3 separate regions of the Zea mays genome follow, and regions 2 and 3 are each linked to region 1. A link is a contact called in public Hi-C data. All regions are on one chromosome and are shown on one strand. Each heading gives the region's core, a stretch centred on a gene start, on an enhancer-like site or on the middle of the called end of the contact. The rest is flanking DNA. Distances are from core to core; before and after follow the strand shown. Region 1 holds the start of LOC100279796 (putative ARM repeat-containing protein containing family protein). Region 2 holds the start of LOC100283604 (serine/threonine-protein kinase 16). Region 3 holds the start of LOC100502035.

The links. A called contact is a pair of places that touch in the nucleus more often than the background predicts.
Region 2: a contact with region 1 is called in a Hi-C map of endosperm, with 2.2 times the contacts expected there. The contact joins the promoter of LOC100283604 here to the promoter of LOC100279796 in region 1. A contact is called at or near these places in 3 of 25 Hi-C or Micro-C datasets (ear, endosperm and tassel).
Region 3: a contact with region 1 is called in a Hi-C map of ear, with 2.3 times the contacts expected there. The contact joins the promoter of LOC100502035 here to the promoter of LOC100279796 in region 1. A contact is called at or near these places in 8 of 25 Hi-C or Micro-C datasets (bundle sheath, ear, endosperm and 2 more) and 1 of 3 datasets of contacts at active chromatin or transcription factors (leaf).

The regions. Positions count from the first base shown.
Region 1 is chr2:166,661,727-166,665,913 of Zm-B73-REFERENCE-NAM-5.0, reverse strand. It overlaps LOC100279796 (putative ARM repeat-containing protein containing family protein), which reads left to right and starts at 1,947. Exons shown (of 2, transcript NM_001152754.1): 1 at 1,947-3,717. The coding sequence starts at 1,963. The coding sequence ends at 3,699.
Region 2 is chr2:166,520,045-166,524,163 of Zm-B73-REFERENCE-NAM-5.0, reverse strand. LOC100283604 (serine/threonine-protein kinase 16) reads left to right here and starts at 1,468. Exons shown (of 6, transcript NM_001156505.3): 1 at 1,468-1,942; 2 at 3,425-3,567. The coding sequence starts at 1,693.
Region 3 is chr2:166,898,979-166,902,935 of Zm-B73-REFERENCE-NAM-5.0, reverse strand. It overlaps LOC100502035, which reads right to left and starts at 2,259. Exons shown (of 9, transcript NM_001350118.1): 1 at 1,847-2,259; 2 at 760-878; 3 at 1-592. The coding sequence starts at 2,111.

The DNA of each region.
Region 1 (4,187 bases), core at 698-3,197:
TGGGGCAGTTGGCGCACCAGACACTGTCCGGTGCCCCCTGCTGAACGTTGGCGCGGGCCACACGTCGCCCGCGGATTGCGCAGCCGACCATTGCTTGGCGACCGTTGGCTCACCGGACAGTCCGGTGAATTATAGCCGTACGCCACCAAACTTTTCCCGAGAGCGGCCTGTTCACCAGAAACTAGCCTGGACCGGACACTGTCCGGTGCACCACCGGACAATCCGGTGTGCCAGGCCGAGCTGGACTTTGGCTGCACACAGCCAAGTCTTTTGTAATTCTTTCTTTTCCTGTTTCTAGCACTTAGATAGAATATGTTAGTACTTAAAACAATGTACTAAGTCTAGAAACATACCTCATGTCTTGACTTGCACTTTTCTCTTCATTTAGCACATAAGAACTTAATTAAATGTGTTGGACACTTAATCACCAAAACATAATAGAAATTGCCCAAGGGCACTTTTCCCTTTCAACACCATCCCAGATCCACTTTTGCATCAGCGGCCACCATGGTGGCACTTGGTTTAGCGGCGAGGGAATCCCTGCTCGACATCGGCCGCCGGTACAAGATAGGAGAGGGACGAGGGCCCGAGATTTATAGCCGCGGGGTGAGCTAGCAAGGCGGGCAGATATGACGCAACACCCTCAGTAGTTGGATGTATTTTGGATGGAGTTTGTTTCTCGGATGCGAGTATCACGGGGAGGGAGATGAGATACGGGAGATTCAAATGATCCTAACGGACCGACCTAGAAGAAACAACTGACAAATGGGCCCCACATGACAGTGACCCAATCGTAGAGGCGTTGAAGGAGAGGTATGGCTGTCCCACCTGGGCCCACATGTCGGCACCCTCCACCGGTGTAGGCTGTGCAGTCGACAGGGGAATGGGACGACTATTTGGCCTAATCCACGAGAGATAGTAGAGGAGTCGGTCCGCGCGAGGACAAAGGAGGTTGGGCTGGCTAGGTGAAAGAAAGAATGAAGGTATGGGCTGGGAGCATGTGATTCGACCTAGGTTTTGGTTTTCTTTCCCCCTTTTAGGTTTCTGTTTCTCTATTTTCCAAATTCACTTGTAAATATATTTTGGATTTTCAAACTCAAATTAGATGCACAATAAAAAAACTTAGCATGTGATGCAGTATCCATATTATTTATTTATTATCCTACATAAGCAAATGCTTTTGGATATATAGCTCACACATCATTATTTTAAGAAAAATAGTTTCTATTGTATGATATCTATTAAAAGATGTTGTAACATTTATCCTTATATAATACTTATAAACTTCAACAAAGGATAATTTATATAAGAATCCTTTTATGGAATCTTCATTATAAAATATTTATTTTAGGAGATGTGACTTTAAAAGCTATGAGAATTCTTAAAAAATATTCTTATTCAAGATCTTTAGAGAATTTTACTGTATTCTCAAAATAAGATTTAGGGTGTTACACCTCTCACCTCGGATCCAGAGGTCCACGGTAGCGCCCTCTAAACTCGATTTTCGTGCTTGTTAGAATTTAGTAGTGGAAAAAAATGGTAATGAATGATGAATAGAGTTGAAAAATAATATTTTATAGTCGAGTAAGGTATATGAAAGAATATAGAGAGAAACACTGTGAAAGATGAAAAAAATAGAGGGTGAAATCTAACTGAAGTGACATAAAAGTGTGGAATATAGAGAGAGAGAAAATATCTGCATATAGCCAATGCTATAGTTGTTCTAGAAGCCATGGAGGCCTGCCCCGTTGCGGGCCCCATAAAGCTGAGCAGTTATGTCACTGCCGTACAAAGCCATCGTCCGGCATGCCAGCTCTCGCCCCGCTTTACAGCTTTCCTTCCTGCGGAAGTAAATCGTGTCCGTCCGTTGCTGCAGACCCACCCCGCGCTCCATGTGATGTGTAGTGTTTTCTCCCTCTGCTTTCCCCACTCGTCCGCTCCTGCTTCCCGCCGCCATCGCCCATGACGCCGGCGGCACCGGCATCCGCCGCGGACGCGCTTGCGCAGATCCTGCAGGACCTCCTGCCTTCGGTTCTGCTGGCCGCGGCGTCGGTCAGGGCGCTCCACTCGCGGTGGCGCGCGCTCCAGGCCTCCCTCCTCGCGTTGCAGTCCTCGCTCGTCTCCGCGCCCGCCTCCGCCCCGTCCCACCCGCTCTTCGCCGACCTGGTGGCCGCGCTTCTCCCAGCCCTCCGTTCCCTCCACGCGCTCTCTGTCCGGTGCCAGGACCCTGGGCTCCCCGGGGGGCGGCTGCGGCTACAGAGCGACCTTGACATGGTGGCCTCCTCGCTCTCGCTCCTCCTGCACGACCTCTCGCTGCTCCTTCGCTCGGGGCTGCTCTCCGTCGACTCCGAGCTGTCCATTCCCACTGACATCGTACTGCAGGTGCCTGCGTCGGCGGCTCCGCACGCAGACAAGTCCCTCTTCGTCCGTGACGCCTTTGCCCGCCTCCAGATCGGGTCGCTGGACCTGAAGCTAAAGGCGCTAGTGTCGCTGCTCGACCTGCTGGGTGACGACCCTACTGCGGAGGCCGCGCAGATCGTCGCCACCGAAGGGGACGTTGCGGCGCTGCTCCGTTTGCTTGACGCGTCGTCCCACTCGGCGCTGCGGGACCGTGCGGTCACGGCCGTGGCCCACCTTGCGACCGCCTGCGCTGCGTCCCGGAGGGTGGTCTTCGACGAAGGCGGACTCGGCCCACTTCTGCGCGTGCTCGACTCAGGCTCACCGCCCGCCACGCGTGAGCGGTCTGCTGCGGCCATTGTGGCCATCACTGGTGATGCCGGCAGCGCGTGGGCTCTATCGGCTTATGGTGGATTGCCCATCTTGATTAATGCTTGCCGTCCTGGGTCTGGATCCCCCGCATTGCAGGCATTTGCCGTGGCGGCAATTAAGAATGTTTCTTCAGTCGATGATGTGCGCTCCACTCTGGTGGAGGAGAGTGGTTTGCCTGTTCTTGTTGACCTGCTTGCCAGTGGCACTGCTGAGACGCAGAAGAGTGCTGCTCTCTGCCTCTGGGCACTTGCTTCGATGGGAGACCATAAGACACAGAACCAGATTGTGCAAGCAGGTGCATTGTCGCCACTCCTACAAGCACTGCATATCGCCTCTGATCAGGACCTCCATGATTCTGTACTGCGTGCTATACACGCACTTACATCAGCCCCTGCTGCCACCAGAATCCTTTGTTCATCGCCACTGTTCTTTGCACGACTTACAGACCTCATATGCAGCTCTGGTAGCTTCCTGTTGCAACAAATGGCTGCTGATATGATTGCTGATCTTGCACCTACTGTGAGCGATGACACAAAGAGGTGCATGGCACCATGCATTGGTACACTGATTAAGCTGATGGAGGTGGCTAAGCCAGCAACAATACAGGAGTCAGCTGGTCGTGCACTGCTTGCTCTGTTTACCTTGAAGTCTAATAGGAAGGGTTTTGTCAGGGATGAGAAGAGTTTAACAATATTTGTGCGGATGCTTGATCCCCGGTTTCAGGAGACTGATAAGAAGTATCCACTCTCGATCTTTCTAGTTCTTGCCATGGGTGGCGGGAACGGGACACGACGACGACTTGTTGATGCTGGTTCTTGTCAGCATCTACAGAAGCTGGCTGATGCTGATGTGCCTGGTGCAAAGAAGGCTTTGCAGAGGATATCTAACAATCGTCTTAAAAGTTTGTTTTCCATAGGATGGCAAAACTAGTCCATATGCTGCACTGGGGTAATGATTGATCTTGTCTTGACCTCTCTTTTTTTTTTCTAATGTGTTGTCTTGGCCTAATAATTTAGAAGATGAATGTTTCTAGGGAAATTTGGATCCATACCATTAAAAGATCACCACTTTGGATCCATACCATTACTATCTCACTTACATGTGGGTCCACATGAGTCAATGACATGTGGGGTCCATGGTATATATCTAAAGTTTGGATCTTTTAATGGTATAGATCCAATTGTTCCATGTTTCTACCATCGTTGCTTGCAATTAGAAACATTGGCGTTTACAAGATAGAGTTGCCCTGTTATAATCAGTGCATTTTCCAAATGCCTCATGATTTTTGAAGCTGGTTGTGGTGGTGCATCACAGAAAGATTGGTCCAATTCTTGCAATGTGGGCCTTTTAGCTATTTTTCATTCTTTACTGTTGACAGATTGCAAATGCAAATGATTAAATGATATGATTATCGTGCT
Region 2 (4,119 bases), core at 219-2,718, 140 kb after region 1:
GCATCAGTTTCAACGGCCGTTTCACGTCATCTTTTTATAAAAACTCCTTATATTTCTTTAAAATCAACCCGCGTCTCAGATCATATCTCATCCCTATCCTATTTGTTCGCACAACAACGTTCTCGTAGTTATCGCTCTAGCAACAAACCCCGCCCATTTTGTAATAACCTCCGCTCGCTTCTTCCGCCATTGCACATTAAATTTTAAGTGAAACCAACTATATAATTGGAGATGAGTACAAGGATCTGTAAAAGCGGAAAATATTTTTATTGTTTGTTATGATATTCTAAAGGCAAGAGCAAGTACGTATTTCAATAAGCATGTTAAGCATTAGATGATAAACTTAGGCTCTGTTTCAATCTCACGTGATAAACTTTAGCTTCCTGCTAAACTTTTGTCATATGAATTGAAGTGCTAAAGTTTAGCTCTTTAGGGTGTTTGGACTACTCTAATAAAGTTTAGCATATTGGAATAAAATGACACCCATGCCTCTAATGCGGAGAAAGAGAATGAGGTTAGAGGGTATGGTCGGAAAATGGGGTTCCCTAGCCCACGTTTAGCTACTTTTAGCGCCCTTTAGCAGCTTATGGGATAATAGGTGCTAAATTTTATCCCACTACAATTCGCTCTCATGTTTAGGCCCTGTTTCAATCTCATTGGATAAATTTTAGCTTCCTGCTAAACTTTAGCCATATAAATTGAAGTGCTAAAGTTTAGCTCCTTGGGGTGTTTAGACTACTCTAATAAAGTTTAGCACATTAGAATAAAAAGACACCTATGCCCCTAATGAGGAGAGAGGGAATAAGGTTGGAGGGTATGGGTGGAAAATAGGGTTCACTGGCCCACGTTTAGCTACTTTTAGCACCCCTTGAGCAGCTTATAAGATAATAGGTGCTAAATTTTATCACACACCATTAGCTCTCCTCTTTAGGTCACTAAATGGCTAAAAGTAGATAAAAAAAGCTGCTAAAGTTTATCTAATGGGATTGAAACAGGGCCTTAGATCACCAAATAGCTAAAAGCAGCTAAAGTTTATCTCTTGAGATTGAAACAAAGCCTTATTGTATTTACTATTTCAGGAATGATCTTGTTGACGTACTTGTGCTTTTCTATGTCTTACCAGTTCAATATCTGGTATATGAACAATATGTTTACTTTGACATTGAATTCATTTATTATGGTATTTTTATGTGGAGTGTCCATTAAAACTCTTAAGTGTCGCTTAGTCACCCAATTAATATCATCAACTATGGTTGGGTACCGTCACAATGCACGAGGATTAGACTAGTTTGAACTAAAACGCGACAAATAAAAAAGAACGGAAAGAACGGAGAGAACGTTATATCAATTTTTTACTTGTACTAAATAGTCAAATAAGATGTCTAAAAAATTAAATTGCAGTATATTTTAGGAAAAAAAATAGAGCTCATCGCCTCTTAAAAATCCTTTTAACCATCGAAGGTTAGTGACTTATTTCGAGAGAGGAGTACGTTTTAAGCCGGTGCTCCATGTGTCCCGTCCCGTGTCCCGTCCCGTCTACGTTTTAAGCTGCGAGCGAGATCTGCTTTCACAGCGTGGCTGACCAGCAGATCCGTCGTTGCCGGAACCCACGCTCGCCGGCTGCGAATGCATCTGTAGCCTGCTCTTCGTCCACACGGACAATTGGACGAGCTAGACTCTGCGTCGCCGGCGATGGGGTGCTCCTTCTCAGGGCTGAACGCACTGTACGACACCGTCGGCGGTCGGGGTGGTGACGTCTGGGTTAACGACTACCACTTCCGCGTGCTCCGCAGGCTCGGCGATGCCGGCCCTGCGGGCTCGTCGGTCTTCCTCGTCAAGGAGGTCGTCGCCGCCGCAACCGCCTCCGACGGCACGGCTGGGTCAGAGCCCGGCGCCTCAGGGATCGCCGGGAAGAAAGGCATCGACCCATCACACATCTCAGGTGTCTCTCTCATACATAAATAAAGGTATCGAGATCCGACTGTTGTTCCTTGCGGCGACGTGCGAATGGGTTTGGATCTGGGGTCTATCCGGCCTGCTGGACAGTGGAATGACATTTGTTCACGGTTGGATGGATTATTTCACAATTCATGGTGAAGATCATTTTAGGCCTCCTTGTTCGGTGTGCCGTTCTTGTTCCGTGTGAGAATTAAGATCATGATCCTTTTTTCTCTTCAAATTGCATGCTTCGTTTCCTTAGCTGCTTGATGTAAACAATATTAGTTTCTGTAAATGCACTTTTGAATTTCGTTCTTACCATATTTTAGAGTCACAAATAAATGTCAGACTTGATTCTGAGAGATTTCTGTATCTTTATTCTCTGCAAAATTTGTTTGACATATTTAGTTTTGCATTTTTTGATGAGATAGGTGGTCTTAATAGCACTTCTTCTCGGTTCGACTCATCGTGAGAGCGAATTTCAGGTTGTGGCCCATCCGTCCTACGCCAAAGCACAGGTCTAAGACCTGGCGTCGGTTGCGGTCCTTTCTCACATGGGTTGTCGCTGTCGTTTCTCGCATGGGCTACGGTGACACTGTATGGGTGGGACAGGGTTCGGAGGTTTCTTGACCCACATGAGAAAATCTTCTTAATATAATGCCCGGGGGCTGTCTTACTCTGCAGGATGAGTTTTTTTCGTTAGTCCCTATTGGTCGAATTCTAGTGTCCTATGTTGCAAACTTTATTATATATATACCATAACTACAATATATCAATATTGAGCGGACATCACTCTAAGCCCCACGTTGGTGTCAACACTAAGGGCATGTTTAGTTCGTGGCTAAATGTGCCACACTTTGCTTAAAGTTAGTCGTTCGAATTAAATAACTAACCTTAGATAGAAAAGTTAGGCAAAGTATGACAAGTTAGCCTGTGAACCAAACATGCCCTAAATTCTGCAGTCTCTTAAGGCAATCACCATGTTGCCTACAATATAAGATAAAAAGTAATAGTAACATATAGTTTAGCCTCTTGTATGAAAATTGGACTGTGTGTTGTATTTCATGCCCACAAAAATGCAATTTATGGATGTGGTTGCTAGAGTTTGCGTATTGCTGGATACAAGACAATTTCCACAGAAGTTCCGTTGTGATGCGATTTTATTAATACTAGGACTGGTGCACCGGTGAGAGCTGTCTCACTGAGTCACCAGGTTGTGTTTTCGAAGCAGTCTATCCACATTTATGCAAGAGGAAGGCTCGCCTTGGTTTATTTCTTTCATAGATCCCACTCATGTGAATACATCGGTACTGGTCTGCCCTGTTAATATCAAACTGTGAATAGCCGAATACTAATTTAGTGATGACACAGTTCATATAAGATATTGATTCTTTTGTCATTATGGATCTTATTGTGTTCTTGGTTCTGCTGTGTTTCGAGATCATATTTTAAATCCTACTCTTCTTGTTATTTTGTCATATGACAGCTGACGGGACATATGCTCTCAAGAAAGTTCTTGTTCAGAGTGATCAGCACTTAGAGCTTGTTCAGCAAGAGATCCGAGTGTCCTCTCAATTCAGCCATCCAAATTTACTTCCTCTTCTTGAACATGCCATCGTTGCTGTCAAGGTAGGTTGCATAGTAGGAATCATGTACTTGATTCTTCATAGTACCAGTCTTTAACGAAATGTCCCTTAATAACAGAAGTTCTACATGTTTGTTGTAAAATTAGCTTTGGTCTTTACTCTATACTTAATAGTATGTCAATAGTTCTTGTACATTCTTCATTTGTTGGTTGTTGCAAAAGAAGAACAAAACTAAACAAGTTCTCTTCCAGTTAACAAAACTGTTGTCTCTTTGATACATTTTAGAGAAATTTAATAAGTGCTCCCATAAGTTACTAGAGTTTAGAGTTACCTAATTGGTCCCTGCATTTTTCTGCTATTAGCTGCTGCTTGCAGGAAAATCACTTATTTATGGCCAGCAGTACATGCCACCAAATACCATGTTAAAAGTTTGATTAATTGAGTTGAGCTATCGTGTAGTTGAATTTAGCCTATTTATTTAAGAAAGAAATCTAATCTTTGCCATCCGGCTATTGCCTGAGTTAAATTTTGGCAAACGTCAAATCTGGATATCTTTGGCTATCAAACTATCAAAACCAGACAACTTTGACCCTTG
Region 3 (3,957 bases), core at 1,010-3,509, 240 kb before region 1:
CCTCTAAGTTCTTCAAATACAAGTTTGTGTTTTGGAACTTCTCAGCTACCTCTTGAACATTCTTTTCAAATTTCTCCTTCAACTCCATCTCTCTTTCAGACTTCTTCTGTGCTCTTCCAACATACAGTTCCTTATCATTGAATATCTTGCCATTCAACTCTTGAACAGCCTGAGCAGCAGCATCTGCATTTTCAAAATTGACAAATCCAAAACACCTGGATTTTCCATCGCTATCCCGCATAACAACAGCACTAGTTATGGTTCCATATTTTCCAAACATCTCCTTCAACTCATCATCAGTAACAGTATCTGACAGATTCTTCACATATACATTACTAAATTTGATATTACTCGAGACATTTTCCCTGTCCTGCTTGCGAACAAAAGGTCCAACAAACACTTTCTTGTCATTGATAAGCATCCCATTGAGTTTATCAATAGCAGACTGTGCAGATTCATCCTTCTCAAACTGAACAAAACCATAGCCCCTTGATTCTCCTGAAGGGTCTGTTGCAATTTTACATGAAAGTATATTCCCAAATGCACAGAATGTGTCATATAAAGCTTTGTTGTCTATTGACTTATCAAGATTCTGCAAAATTAGAACAAAGGGGATCAGGTACCATAACTGGAAAGTCAATGTGGCGTATAAAAATTCAGAAGTCAGCTTATGCAACCTTCTAGTCCCAAGGAAGTTGACGCAATCTACAGATGACCTCGCAAGAAGTTAAGCAAAGAGGATGAAATCAAGGAACACACCTTAATAAATATATTTCCTGTGCCGCTTTTGCGCGAGCTAGGGTCACGGTTAGAATACATGATCCTGATAGGCTTTCCATTGATAGGAGTGAAGTTAAGCAGTTCAAGTGCTCGTGCAGCTGCAATAAATCTCAGATCAATATAAGACTATAAAGAATAAAGAGTGTGAGGGGCTCCAAACTGAAATATCATATGCAGAAACACAATTGCGGCCAAAAAGGAAACTATAATCTTTTACCGCATGAATTTTAAAGACCTCTTCGGCATAACAAAATAGCTTGGAACGAGGACAATAATAAAAGTTTAAAAATATATCAGGGGTAATTAAATAGATGTTTTTTGGCATTCATAACATAATCTGAGGTTGCAACAAATCTATGTGTATATATAGAATTATAGGTACATGCATACATATATAATTAATAGATTTATATATTACATATTATCGAATGAAGCAACAACAACAAATATCACGCATAAACAATTGGAAAAAATTGTTTCTTATAGATTAATATATGATTTTTTTCTGAAGTCACCAATATCCATCAACCAGCACAACCCAACTTAACCAATGAGAAAATTTAGCTAACAATCACTTCCAACATCTCCACTGATCAAACAGCACATTAAACCACATGAATTCAACAGAATGAAACGAATCCCAATAACTTCACATGTACAGCACAGGAAACAATTGCACATGACAAAACTCAGCTACTCTGAAGAATAGGCACCTATTCAAGTTATTCCACAGGGCACAGGATCTATCCAGCAAGGTAATTTTCGGTTGTGTGGCACTCAAGCTAATTATTTTAATATAAGTTTAAAGCTAACCGTATGAAGCCACTAAAATTCACGAGACAACTTTTAGCAATCGCAACCAACACATCAAACGAAGCTACAATCCTAATCGCATCAAAACGCCATCGAACCCTTGTTGTGTGACAACATCACCGAGACAGCCGATCGATGAACCGGCATTTAAACACTAACAACCGCCAAATCCGACGGCTTCTCGCAAGGGGTCGACAGCGTCCGCAGCACCGAAACCCTAACCGACAGATCGAGAATACTGCAGAGTTCTCACCGTCGCCCTGGTTGTTGTAGTTGACGTAGGCGTACCCGAGCGACTTGCGGGAGTTGATGTCCCTGCAGACGCGCACGGAGACGACGCCGCCGACTTGGCTGAAAACGTCGAAGAGCTGCGCGTCCTGCACGCTCTCGTGCAGATCACCCACGTAGAGCGAAGTCGCCGGGAACGCGGCCGCCGCCGCGGCTGCTGCAGCTAAGGCAGCCGGAGAGCCGCCGGACTCGGACGCGGATCCAGCCGCCGCTTGCCCTTGCGTCGCCATCTCCAATCAAGTGGTGATTTTTGGGATTTTTTTCTGGATTTTGCGGATTTTTTTGGGTAGTTTTTGATTTAGGGTTTGATAAGGGTTGGGGCTCTCCCGAAGCAGGGCTCCCAACGGCGGCGTCGTGAGGAAAGAGAAAGAGCGCGGTGGCGGCGCGGGGTGGGAGGCTCCGTATTTGTACCGTCTGGGGCAAAACCCTCGTCATCGAAAGCCATCCGATCGAACACGGACCTTAATGGACGGAGGCGATCGGGACGCGTGAGAAAGCCTCCGGTGTCCGAGCCGGACGTTGCGCGGCACGGGCTAGGAGGCCTAGGGACGCCTTTGTAGGCGCTTTCAACCGAACCATGCAGAAGTTTAGCCTTGCGGTCCGTGTAAAAGGTCAATTTCCTGCATCAATCTCCTCGACTTCAATTAAAAAAATACACCGGTAATTTTTAATTTTTTATCCCTAAAATATATACTCTTTTAATATTGGTTGTAAATCTCTATATCTGTCTATATCTTTATAAAACATCAGTTATCACAGTTTTTCAATAATTATACATAAAAATCCTTCTACTTCTATCGTCCAAATCTCTTCTCTACTATATTAATAGTCGTGCTCATCCGCCACCGCCTACAAGACTCCGCGTCACCCGCTAGCCGTTGGCCAGTACCCACCCCTCTCCCTACTATTATAAAGTACAAGTTGTCATGGTTTTCACTCACGTCACTTTTATATAAAGTTCTTCTGCTTCTATCTAACCAACATGTCGTCCAAATCTCTTCTCTACTAAATTAATGGACACCCTCACCCCCCACTGCTCCAAGAGAAAAAAAACTACTGAGCTCCAAGGACTATGGCACTTGCCGAAACAAAACATCAAGGGTTCCAAATTGAAACTGCTCTTTGGTCTATGATCACTCTTTAAAAAATCTTTGAAAGGTGGATCAGTTTGAGCGTCTACTAGCACGTGCATTTATTGTTGCACACATAGCACAACATCACTTAGAGCATCTTTACACTCTGACTGGTATAATTCTAAAGCTCCTACATTTTCTACTCTCTCTTTTGCATCTCTGCATTTTCTCAGGGGATCTCTTGTCGAGGGGGAATTTTTGTTTCTACCCTTGGATGTGTTTGATGAGTTCATTTGTCAATAAAGGGGAGAGCCTTTGACTTTCTTGGGCTCCTAACAAGGGGGAGAAATTTCTGGATTTTTGGGGATTCTGAATTTTTGGAACTCCTTTCTTGGGGAATAGACTTTGAGATTCTTGTGCTCTTTTCAAGGGAAATCAGCTAGGGGGAGAAATTTGAGCCTTTTGGAGCTTTCGCTAGCTGTGTTAAGTCGTTTGCCTCTTTCTGGATAAACTAGCTTTGATTTCAGCACTCGTGCTGATTTAGTGATCTGATTTGGTTTTGACGTCTGGCTAGTGGTGTTGAGCCCTTCTTTTGCCTCTTTGACTAACCAGAGTACGAGCTATGTGTTGTACAACCATGTCTGTCGGCTTATGGTGTGTAGGTGCGGAGCACAGGGACGGTGGTCGGCGACAAAGGTGAAGGTCATGCGGGTTTGTGCCGATGGACCAGGTGCGACGAAGAATGAGCGTTGGGACTTGACCAAGGGACTGGGGTGACTAGTCGTGGTGGCTGACACCTGAGACACGCAGTGTCGTGAGGACATTAGGGTGGATCGTGTCGCCGGCATGGTCATGGACTGGCAGGACACGTGTATAGGACGTGGCGGACGCGCATGCGGTGCGGTACTCAAGGCGGTTTGGTGGTTGAGCCTCAAAACCACCCAACGTTGCGGATGGCGGGTTCTGACCGATATGGGCCTCAAAACTCGACGGTGCGGTTCGA